Linked DNA regions of Oryctolagus cuniculus: region 1 is linked to region 2. Evidence: chromatin contacts called from public Micro-C data. All regions are on one chromosome and are shown on one strand. The core of a region is the stretch at or near the end of the contact, and the rest is flanking DNA. Distances in the headings are between cores, read along the strand shown. Region 1 overlaps CDC6 (cell division cycle 6). Region 2 holds the start of TOP2A (DNA topoisomerase II alpha).

Region 1 (6,033 bases), core at 3,371-5,870, 91 kb after region 2:
TCCAACGTCTCATGGGTTGCAGTGCCGAGGCTAGAACTGAGTAGCCCCCACCCCCACCCACAGCCGTAGACAAGTCGGGTTGGCCGTGGGCTCTGTCCGGTGCTGCCATAATAAGTTTTGCCCTGCGAAGGGCTCAAGGCAGAACTTCCCCAGGCCCCTTCCCGCCCGCTGGCCCAGGGCTGTCTCCCGCTCCCGTCTGGATTTCCGTCCACCGGTGCGAACCGCCCGCCCAGCCCCTCCCGCCCCGTCCCGTCCAGATCCATCCGCAAACATGCGCTCAGCGGGTAGGAATGCGCCAATGGCTCCCAGATGTGGACGCCGACGCTTAACCCCTTCTCTCCCAACCCCGCCCCCAAAGGCCTTCCAGCCTGAGCCCCAACCCCACCCCCCACCCCCACCAGCAGCAGAGGACTCCGCCCAGGTGAGGAGCCAGCCCACCTCCAGCCCCCAAAAGGCTCCTCCTGGCCTAGATCCTACCATTCTTCCCCTTCCAGCTGTTAGAAGGGAAAGCTCATAGACACAAAAATGCAAGTGTGCATGCCCATGGCTACAGTGTCTCCCATGTCGGGTGACACGTACACCTGCCAGCATATGGACTGAGGTTACACTTTGCACACCAAGATTCAGGCATCTTTGCACAAATGCACACCCACGTGCGTACTCAGGGCACAGATGTGTACACCTCCAAGATGCATGTATGAACATCCGTACAGAAACAAGCATATACAAGCATGCATGTGTGCACATATCAGCGAAGGAAGCAGGGGGTGGGGCAAACTTCTGAACAACCATAGCAGTGGGTCCATGTGCCTGTGAGGGAGGGAATTTACGTACACAAGTACCCGCCCCCCTCAGAAAGTCAGACACACAAGACCAGCACCCATGTGTGCAAATACCCAGCCTGCACACCTTGGGGGCACTCCCTTCGTCCCAGGGCACTCCCATTCCACCTGTCCAAAGTCCAGCCCTACCCATACTTGACTCCAGGAGGCAGGAAGAGTGCTCAGGTTGGGGCCCAGGAGTCTTGAATCCAATACCAGCTGAACTCCAGCTGTGTTGGCCTCACCACAGGGCATCTACCCCCTGCTGTCAGGGCTCCTGATGCTGGAGGAAAGAAGAGTACCCAGGAGGCAGCAGGAGACTAGCAAAGAGAAGCCACAGGCCCATGGGCATTTCAGTTTTCAGCAAAGACTTTCTTTCTTGGAGCCTACCCTTTGCCAGCACATGGGAGTCAGGCTGGGGGAGGAGCCTGAGTCACTGGTTTCCCAAGACAAGGATTCCTTTCCAAACTAGAAGAAGCCAGAGGAGAGAGCCCAGACAGGTACAGGGTCAGTGACAGCTCTAGTAGTCAAAGGCGATACAAAACAGCTCTGAGACACCCCAGAAGGACCCACACTTCTAGGAAGACAAGGCCTCCCTTTCACAGCCTGTGGGAACTCCTGAAGAATAGCACAAGTCTAAGGAGAGGAAGGGAAACCACTGTCCCTCCAAGACCACCTGGATGCAGTGGGGGTGGGAGATGTCTGGAACCAGCCCCCGCTGACCCCTCTTCCTCTTTCCAGCCCTCCAGCATCTCCCACAATTACCTTCATTACCCCACCCCATCTGATTCTCACAGTCCTGAAAGAGCAGGGCTCCTGTTTCCACTGTACAGATGGAGAAACTGAGGCTCAGATAGGAAATTGCTGAGACGGGCGTTGTGGCGCAGCAGGTTCAGCCGCCACTTGCGACAGACTCCGGCATCCCATACCAGAGTCCAGACTGCTCCATTTCCAAACCAGCTCCCTGCTCATGTGGCTGGGAAAGCAGCAGCAGATGGCCAAAGTACCTGCGTCCCTGGCTTCAGCCTGGCCCAGCCCTAGCAGATGCAGCCATCTGGGGCAAAACCAGTGAATGAAAGACACCTCTTTCTCTCTGTCTCTCCCTCTCTGCCTTTCAAATAAACAAGCATCTTTTTTTTTTTTTTTTTTAAGTTGCTTTGTCCAAGGTCAATGGCAGCTTGTCAATGGGAGAGCGGATCTGGGTTTCTAACCCACAATCTTCTCCCTAACTCCCTCCTTCCCATTTATTCTAAATCAAACCTAGTCCACCCCACTCTGTACCCTGCCGCCTCGTTCTTTCGTCCCTCAGTAGAGCACATGGAAGAAATACCATCCTCGCCTGGCTCTACAGGTTTAAGGGTGGAGCCAGGGTATGCCAGGGAGAGATCAGAGCAGGCACTGGGGGCTACACACATGGTCTTCCACCCCTACCCCAAGCACAATGCCCACCTGCCTAGCAGGCATGGCTGGGTGACTCAGCTACATCCGGGGGAGATGCCAGGGCAGTGACTCACCTACCGAGAAGAGCTGAGCCTGGCACCCTGCCAGCCCCAGGACTGAAGCAACTTAGTCACCACCAGGACTGAGATGCCCTGCAGGCAGGGCCCAGGCATCAGGGACAGGGGCAGACTGTGCTCTCCTTGATTATGTGTGCCCTCTCATGAAGACAGGCTTCCACATCCTGGGCAAGCCATGGTCGTGCCCTCCCTTGCCCCTGCACCGCTGCCCACCCCCATCATGCTAGGCCCTGCTCCAGTGCTGACAAGTTCTGTGAGACCCCTGGGCTGCCTTACCCCCCTGCAGCCTGCCCCCTGCCCATCACTTACCACCCACTCTCCCACCTGCCTCAGCTCCTCCTGCCACCCAAGTTGTACCTAGGCTGTGAGTCTCCTTTAACATGTCCTGGCAGCACCCCCTGCCCCCACAGCCCCTCTCGCCTCCCTGCCACATACACAAATGCACTCATACACACTTCTGCCAGCAGCTGCTGAAGTTGTTGAGCAGGAGGGAAATCTGGAGGGTGGGGTGTAGGAATTGAGTTACCCGGGCTGATGGGGTGGGCTGTCACCAACGCCTTCCCCCGTTAGCCCTTCCTCCATCTCCCTCACCCACCTGCCTCCTTCCCCACCTCTGGCTGGCAGCCACTGCCCTTTAAGCCCCTCTACTTCCACTCCACCCAAACTAGAAAATAAATGTTCAAGCATATTTTCATGCCAAGACCAGCCCAGTATATTTGAGAGAGAGAGAGACAGAGAGAGAGAATGAGAGGAACAGAGAGAGTGGTTCCTGTGCTCAGTGCTCTGGCTACAGCCACTAGGTGTGTATATTTATGTGTATGTTAAGCTGGAAGGGGACTGAGTAACTCTGCAAGTCCCACGAGAGCTGAAGGGGCCCACGGGGAGTCGACAGACTGAACAGCCTCAATCCATTTGCACTATTGATTTCTCACACACTGCGGCAGGACTGATTGGGAGGGGGGCATTATAAATCAGCCCCCCAGAGACACAGAAACGGAGTGGAGGGAGGGGGAGCTGCTCCTGCACCACTATTTGTGGCCCACTGAGACCTGCTTGGAGGAGAGGGGTGGGCAGTGGAGCAATAGATGTTGAGTGGCAGGAGGCAGTGCCGGGGACAGGGTGTTGGACTAGGCCTGTGTGGAATACCTCCTTTCATCTTGCTTTTAATCTAATTTGAAGAAAGAGGGTAGAGAACAGGTGCACCACAAGAAGCTATGTAGGCAGGGCCCTGAACTGAACAACTTACAGGGGGCGCCAGCCACATTATAGTCTACAGCTGTACAACATGGTGGCCCTGGGGGAGAGGCTGGCAAGAGACATAATATGGACTGAATTCTGACACAATTCTCCACTGAATTTTCTTCCCATGCCACCCCCCCAACTTTCCTCAAACACATGCCTGGGCCTCCATGCCTCAGTGGAAGAATCCCTTCTGACCCTGATCAGAAGCCTGTGAGCCCACTCCTCAGCCCTGCTCTTTTCCTGTGTCGAAGGAGTTGGCAAACCACCACTACAACCCACAGGTCCAGGGCATGGCAGGACTCACACAGGGCTTTGGAGCGCCTGGAGACCTGCGTCCTACCCTTCCACTCATCCTGGGACCGTGGACAAATACCTGGCCCTCTATGGGTCTCTAAAATAAGGTAGCCAGGGTTTCCCTTCTCTAAGGTGCCTCTGAGTCCCACAGCTCACCAGCCTGTGAGGCTGCTGGAACTCTCCCAGCACCTCAGTCCACACCCGTGGTCACAGGCCACCCAAACAAACTCCAGCCTGAACACAGACCTTCCACATGGTGCAGATCTATAAACAAACCAAGCTGGGGTTTACCAGAGACCCTGCACAAACAAACAGAGGGAAACAGACCAGGTGTGCCTGGGCTTAGGTCCTCCTGGCTTCAGTGGGGAGTGGGAGGGACCATGATGAGAAAGTAACAGTGTAAGCTGCCTGGGTTCAGACTGCAATGCAGCCAGTGACTGACTGACTGTCCTAGGGCAAATCACTGCCTCTGTTGCCCTCTCTGAAAGGAGAAAGGATTGCCCAGGTGGCCTCAAAATCTCCTTCCATCCTGAGTCCAGCTGGCCAGAGCATCTTCAGGGGTCCAGGTTTTTTCTGCCCAGCCCAGCTCATCTACCTGGATCAGGCCCCTCCCAGTAAGGTCCTGCCCCTGCCCAACATGCTTCCTTCTCTTTCTGCTGCCCCTCCAGCCCTTCCCCGCTCCTCTGCCTGCCTGATTTCCCTCACCTTGGCCAGCCCCTCTGCCTGCCCCGTGCTTTTCTGCACGTCCCTCCTGCCAGGGGACAGACCAACTAAAAATAGTCCCTGCAGCCTTTCTCGCCCACAGCTGCCCAAAGAGCAGGAAATGAAGGGGGCAGGGAGGCCCATGCCCTGCCCTCCCCCAGCACCTCCCAGCTCAGAACCACGTCCAGCACTCCAGCCTGGGACTAGTGCCAAGTTGGCCATCTCAGGGGCATCCCACACCCCTTCCCTAGGGGGAGGCCTGCCCATAAGTGCCTACAATCACAGAGCTGCCCCTACCCTGTGGGAGGAGAAAGGAGGCAAGCGGTCTGGAGGGAAACCTTCCCAATTTCTGACAAATCAGTGCCAACCACATTGTGGGCACCAAGAAGGCAGGGTCTGGCTCCACTGACTGATCTTTTGAGGGCAGAAGGAATTGGCAAGGGGAAGTTTGTGCCAGTTTTCTTCATCCTGGCCTGGTTAGGGGGAAGACAAAATAGTACCCCAGCCTCGATTATGTTAATCCCTGTTCCCTAAAATGTGTGGGTGCAGACATACGGGTTTCAATGGCCACCTCCAGATACTATGAGAAAAAAGGCTAAAAAAGGCAGATCTTGGCTACGAATGTGTAAAGATAGATGCTTGGAGGTGAGAACAGGCCATGCCTGCCAGGATGGGCATGCACTGCCCCCAAGCTGAGTCAGAGGCTCGGAGAGAGAAGCCTGGTGCTATGATGCCAGGGGACATGCTCCCCCCCCAGACCACCTGGGATTCCTGACACCTCCCAGCCTTGGGGGGAGGCCCTCCTCACACAGGCGGAAGGAAAGCAGCTTAGTGACTCTCTGGAGGCCTGCAAGGGAGCTGTGTACCGCGAGGCAGGCGGGAAACCCGGAGTCCTGGCGACCAGCCCAGAGAGTGAGTGAGAGAAATACCTCGGAGGGGAGGAAGCAGCCCAGATTGAGGCAGACACATGGCATCCCCAGCAGCTCCCAGATGTGACCCATAACGAGGTACTGGCCAAAGGGGCTGGATGGGGAAAGTGAGCACACTCCTGAACGAGAGGAAAGCGGGGCCATGGGGATGGGGAGAGGGTAGGGTCAGCCTGGCGCTCATCTGCTGTCCTCTCCTTGTCAGAACCACAGACACTGGCATGAAGGCCACTGAATATCAACTAGGTCCTGAGGTCCTGGGTGTGTTGCTCTCTCCTTGCATCTCCAGCCCCCAGCCCCTTCATTCCTGAGCTTCCTCTGGCCCCCATCCCTGGGGCCACGCCAAGTGAGGAGTCAGCAGGCCCGGGGTGGTGTTCAGGAGGCGCGGGCAGTGCCAGGGGCAGCCCTCACACCACCCTCCCACTGGCTTCCCTCCCGCCTGCTCTCAGCCGCCACACATATCTCAGCTGTCGAATCCGATTAGGGCTCCTGCCCAGTGAGCCGGACAAGGAGGCCACTGGGCAGGGGAGA
Region 2 (5,957 bases), core at 2,775-5,274:
CCTGCCAATGCACCTGGGAAAGCACTGGAAAATGGCCCAATTGCTTGGGCCCCTGCCACCCATGTGGGAGACCAGGATGGAGTCCCAGGTTCCTGGATTCAACCTGGCATAGTCCCAGCCATTGCAGCTATTTGGGGAGTGAACCAGAGAATGGAAGCTCACTCTGTTTCTCCTTTTCTCTGTAACTCTGTCTTTCAAATAAACAAATAAATTTAAACAGTGAGTCTTCCTCCCCTTCTACCTATTTGCAATTCCTTCTAGATGTTTTCAATGCATAGATAGATAGATTAGATATACTTTTTAAAGATTATTGATTTGTTTGTTTGAAAGGCAGAATGACACAGAGAAAGGGAGAGACAAAGAGAGAGAAAGATCTGCTAGCCACTGGTTCACTCCCTAAATGACCACAACAGCCAGGTCTGGGCCAGGCTGAAGCCAAGAACCAAGAATTCCAACCTAGTCCCCCACATGATTGGCAAGAACCTAAGCACTTGGGACATCATCTGCTGCCTTCCCAGGCACATTAGCAGGAAAATGAATCAGACAGAGGGAAGCCACAATGCCTGCTCCTAAATTATATATAATTTTATTTAACCCAATGTAATTATAATTTACACACTACCCTTCATCTCATTTTTTTAACTTAATACATCTTAGTGATATTTCCATATCAGTATACTTAGACTAACTTTATTCTCTTTAATAGCTGATTATTCTATTAGATTGCTACTAGTTCTTTTCTATTAAAAACAATATATTTCTTGGGGGTGGGCATAAGATGCAGCAGTTAAGATGGTACTTGGGACCCTTGTATCCCCTATCAGAGTGCCTGGGTTTGAGTCCTGGCTATGCCTTTGATTCTAGCTTCCAGATAACATGCACGCTGGGAGGCGGCAGATGATGGCTCAAGTACTTGGGTCCCTGCCATCCAATTAGATAGCAGGACTGAGTTCCAGGTTCCTGGCTTCTGCCTGGCCCATCCCTCACTGTGGTGGGGAATTTGGGGAGGGAACCAGCAAATGGAAGATGTTTGTCTCTGTCTTTAATTGCATTTCAAATAAAAATGAAGCTGACAATTCAATGTTAAATAAATAAAAACAATATTACCAATAACCCTGTTGTTTGTACAATTGGTGAACTGCATCCAGTATTCTTAGAAGTTAAATTGCTGAGTTTAAAAGTGTGTACATGTTTGAAATTTTGATAGATTCTGCTGAGGGAAACATCTGAGAGATTCGGGAACTAATCTCTGGGCCTAGCTGCTCCTCTCCAGAACCTCTCTTACCCTCCTCCTACCTCTGTCTGAGCCCTCCAGGTTTGTTTGCCAGGAATTACCTAGACACTGAACTTTGTGGGACACTCTGGGTTTTCCTCCAACCCAAGGCTGGTATCCCTGGCCAAAAAAAAAAAAAAAACCTGACCAGAACCCACCACCACTTGTCAACCTCAAAACAAACAGAGCCTCTTGGCTCAGCCTTAACCACCTGAGTACCCTGGCACTGGCCCGGCCTCATCCAAGAACTCCCAGTGGGCTCTAGTCTAGCCTGTTCCAAACCCCAAATCCAGAGCCTCGCTTTCAGTCTGGCCGCTGTCTGCTCGGTCCCCTCCCTGAGTGGGGAATCTGAAACACACAAAACCCCCAGAGAAACCAACCAAAGAATACTTATTAAAAGAAATTATCTGCATATGCTAATATGCTCCAAAAGACTTGATGGAGCTTCAGTTAAACAGATAAGCTTCTCAGAGCCTTGAATTTTGAAGTGGCTTTGACACTGACAAGGGGAGGAAAGTCCTGCAAGGGAGCAGAAGTAATCATTGTCAATATGGTTTGACCACTTGCTCTTTGCCAAGGCAATACACCAAACCAGCACGTCACCTGTTATCTCACTAGTCTATAAAGAGAAGGAGGTACTCCCCATTATCACCATTTTAAATGTGTTATTGATTTACTGGAGAGGCAGAGAGAAAGAGACAGACAGACAGAGCTACCATCTCCTGGTTCACTCCTAAGTGCCCACCAATAGCTGGGAAGTCAATCCAGGTCTCCCACATGAGCGGCAGGGGCCCAGCTACTTCAGCCATCACTGCTGCCTTCTAGGATGTGCATTAGCAAGACGTTGCAATCCAAGAATTGAACCCAGGGAGTCTAATATGGAATGCAGGCATTCCAGCCAGCGTCGTCGTAATGCAAACCCCATCCCCGTTTCTTTTTTCTTTTGGCCCATCCCCATTGAGATGAAGAAATGGAGACACAATGAGACTGAGTGACTTGCTCAAGGTCATATACGTGGCAAGTACTCACCAACCACCCCCCTACACATGGTTGGGGTAGGGCTGAGGGTAAGTTCCAGTTTGGACCCCTGCTGAGTGAGGGAAGGCTGTAATGAGGACCACAGCTTCCCCCTCCCACACCACAGCCCTCAGGAATTGAGGCCCAACCCATTTTGCTTAGCAGATTAGTGGCTGGCAGGCTCCAGGTGTTCTCTTTTATGTTCTGTGCCACTCAGACCCATCTGTCCAGAGTACTTCCTTCTTCAGTGATTCCCAAAATGTCCTGAAGGTGCCCCTGTGAATGGCTGTGTGAAGGGGTCAGGCCAAGCAGGAAACAGCTTGTGCCCAGAAGAGAAGGCAAAGGCGGAGGCCAGGGTAAGGTCACCCTGTGCCACAGGGTGGGAGAAGGATGGTCCTAGGTGCTTCCACATCTCAGTGAGCCCTCTGTGGCCTTGATAAAGGACAACGACCTGAGGAAACAAACCGAGCCTCAGGGATGTGGGAGTCCAAAATCCTTTAGACTCCATGGCTCTGCTTCTGGGTTTTGGGGACAGAGATCCATACAGTCAGGATAAGGCCAAGCGACAGGTGAGATTTAAGGCCGGGGGACAGAACAGAGGGTTGGAACTGCCTTATCTCAGATAGGTCGAGGCGGGGTCCTGCATGCTTGGGTGAACCACAGGGTGAGGGCTGGGAGCTGTAGGGGCCGACTGCCAGCCTTGGGCAGGCTCTGCGTTCCAGGAGGAAGAAGGCAGCGTGATTGACAGGGCCAGCCTGCGTCTGGGGAAACTTCGAGACTGGACGCTGGCCCTGGAGCCCAGGGCCTGGTTAGCCTTTGGCTGGGCAGAAGCTACCAGGGAAGAAACGGAAGCTTCGGGAAGCTTCCTCCCTCAAGATGACACAGCTGGCAAACCGCTGAGCTGGGGCTGAAACGTAGGTGGACGGAAGGAGGGGGCTCAGCCGCAATCAGCAGCCATTCCCGCTGTGCTGTTTCCCCAAACGCGCTGAACTGTGCTGAGGCGCGGGGAGAAAAAAAATCCACTCAAACACCCACAGGACGAGGGCGAGAGTAACAAGCACCACCCCCCGAGGAGGGCGCGGGGTCCCTGGCGGCCCCAAGCCCCGCTCCGCTCCGGAGCCCTGTGGATGCGCGGGCGCCGGATCCACACGGCCCTGCTGGGAGCGTGACCGCCGCCCTCTATCGCGCATAGCCTCTCGATGCCCCAAACCCACAACTGTGGAACTTTTTCGTATTTGGAAACTAAATCCTTGGGGGGAGCGGAGATGGAGGGATGCCGTGAAGGCGTCAGGTTGAGGCAGACGCCAGAAAATCTTAACCGGATGGCCCGAACTGCCTGTCCGGAAAGCCGGGGCTCAGTTTCCCCCAGGAAAACACAGAAATTGCCGTTCGCTCGCTAACTACTTTATTTCAGGGTTCTGACATAGGTTAACATCGCCTGAGGAATAAATATCTCCCTCCTCTTCCTCATAAGCCAGCAGGCAGTACAGGAAACCCCTTCCCGCTTCTTCGGCTCCGCTCCTCAGGGTTTTCGGCCAGGAGAGAACAAACCAACGCTCATCATTGGTCAGATTCCTTTTCAATCTCTCAGTTCAGATTCCCAGAGTGCCTCTGCTAACCCTCTAGACCCGCCTCCCCTGCCTAATTGGTTCATTCGAACAGGCCCGGCCTCCTTGGCCGTCCAAGGGAGGATATAAAAAGTCAGCCACGATTGGTTCTTCAGGAGGGTGTCAATGAGAACAAGTTGGGGATTGGCTCGTCTGTTTTGGGCGGGCTAGAGGCTGGTTCAAATGAGTCTAGGGGACTTCCAACCGACGCGCGTCTGTGGAGTAGCGGCTCGGTCTCCGATCGTCTCGTGGGTCCCACCGGTTTAGTCGCTTTTAGGGTTCTCGAGCCCCTTTACGGCCGTCACCATGGAGGTGTCACCACTGCAGGTACCGCTCGAGGAAGGGGCCGGAGGGTGGAGCCTCGGTGCGGCCGGGGCGTCTCTCTGGCTGCCCGTGAGGGGGTGAGGCTCCTGGGCTGTAGTCTGGCCCGCGACCGGCCGGGCGTCCATATTCCGCGGCCGGGGTGATCGCGAGGAGAGTGAAGCCCCTCACGGCGCTAGCAGTGACTCGGCTGAACGGCTTCGGGGCGTTGTATGTCGTTTTACTGTTTCTGGGGACAGTTCGCCCTCTGGTCGGCCTCCGCGCCGGTCCGTGCGGGACTCGAAGTGGCGCGTCAGGTGCTTCCCTCCTGCTCTCTGCGTGGACGCGGGATGGAGGTCGCCCGACTCGGAGGGTGCAGAGCCTGGCCCAGGGCTGCCGGCGAGGAGCCGGCCGGCCCGGCTGGCCCAGAGAGCCTCCTCCCGGGGCCAGTGGGTTGGGTTGATAGCCCCCAAACTGCCTAGACGCTTCCGTGCCTAGGACATGGCGGGCACGCAGTAGCTTCGTGTGCGGGTGACATCCAAAGTCGTCCAAGGAACAGGTGTTCGCAGCATCGACAGGTGCTGAGATAATGTGATGTCCATTTAATCTGTCGCCCGGGAGGCTGGCTGCACTGAACTTGAAATTGCCCTGTTTGCTCTAAACGCCACCAACAGCAGACAACAGATTGCAAAGTGAAGTGCATCGCTGTGGTAGACACTTTTTCGTAGTTTCCTATAAACCTGTGAGTAAAGAGCCCTTTTCTTTTTTAAAATTGCTAGCCTGTCAATGAAAATATGCAAATGAACAAAATAAAGAAAAATGAAGATGCGAAGAAGAGACTGTCTATTGAAAGAATCTATCAAAAGAAAACGCAGTTGGAACATATTTTGCTCCGCCCAGATACCTACATTGGCTCTGTAGAATTAGTGACCCAGGTAAAACTAAGCTACCTAAATGCAGTTAATTTATCGATTGAAATGTTACACTTTTCTAAGTTAGCTTTTTCGTACTTCATGTACGAGGTGTCATTGGAACTGGCCTAAACTACTATATCTAAAACCTAGAAGATTTTACAGTAACCATGATGACAAAACAATAAGTACAGAAGAGAAATAACTATGTCTTTGCCTTATTTCTAGCACATGTGGGTTTACGATGAAGATGTTGGTATTAACTACAGGGAAGTCACTTTTGTTCCTGGTTTGTACAAAATCTTTGACGAGATTCTAGGTGAGTGGTGAATGCTTTAAAGATCTACTGGTCAAATCCTTCAACTGGTCAAATCCTTCATAGGGAGCATCGCGCTTTCCAAACCCTCTGTAGTCAGAGCTCCTGTCATTTCGCACAAGTGGCAGAAGTGAGGCAGTCTACTGAAACCCAGAAAACTGTTTCCTAAAACAGCACTAAGAATAAAAATTGCTAAATTAACATTTTGTTAATGCTACTCCTGTGCTGTTTGGGAAATTTTTTTTCTATAAAGGAATTCTTTAAAACACTTCAATTTCTTACAAATATGTATTTTACTTTTCTTTCAGTTAATGCTGCGGACAATAAACAAAGGGACCCCAAAATGTCTTGCATTAGAGTCACCATTGATCCGTATGTCTCTTGCTTGGTTCTTTTGTTTCTTATAGTTCATTGGGTTGTTGTTGGTTGCATTTACTTTGGTTACCAATGAAGTTGAATTTCGTTTAAACAAAGATTTGCAAAAGTACAGAAAAGCAGAATGCTAAAATGAACAACCTGTGATACCCACTAAA

The links. A called contact is a pair of places that touch in the nucleus more often than the background predicts.
Region 1: a Micro-C map of ear pinna shows a contact between it and region 2, with 3 times the contacts expected there. The contact joins the enhancer-like site here to the promoter of TOP2A in region 2. A contact is called at or near these places in 3 of 6 Hi-C or Micro-C datasets (ear pinna, liver and an unstated tissue).

What each region holds. Positions count from the first base shown.
Region 1 is chr17:22,155,676-22,161,708 of mOryCun1.1, forward strand. All of the region lies in intron 12 of CDC6 (cell division cycle 6), which reads right to left. Among named protein-coding and RNA genes, the nearest start is that of RARA, 16 kb to the left of the region's middle. Within about 2 kb of position 4,621, at least 2 of the 8 cell types and tissues checked have an H3K27ac peak or open chromatin away from gene starts, as enhancers often do. A contact at or near this core is called in ear pinna, where this site is marked.
Region 2 is chr17:22,065,344-22,071,300 of mOryCun1.1, forward strand. TOP2A (DNA topoisomerase II alpha) reads left to right here and starts at 4,025. Exons shown (of 35, transcript XM_051825665.2): 1 at 4,025-4,224; 2 at 4,977-5,132; 3 at 5,337-5,427; 4 at 5,733-5,796. The coding sequence starts at 4,204.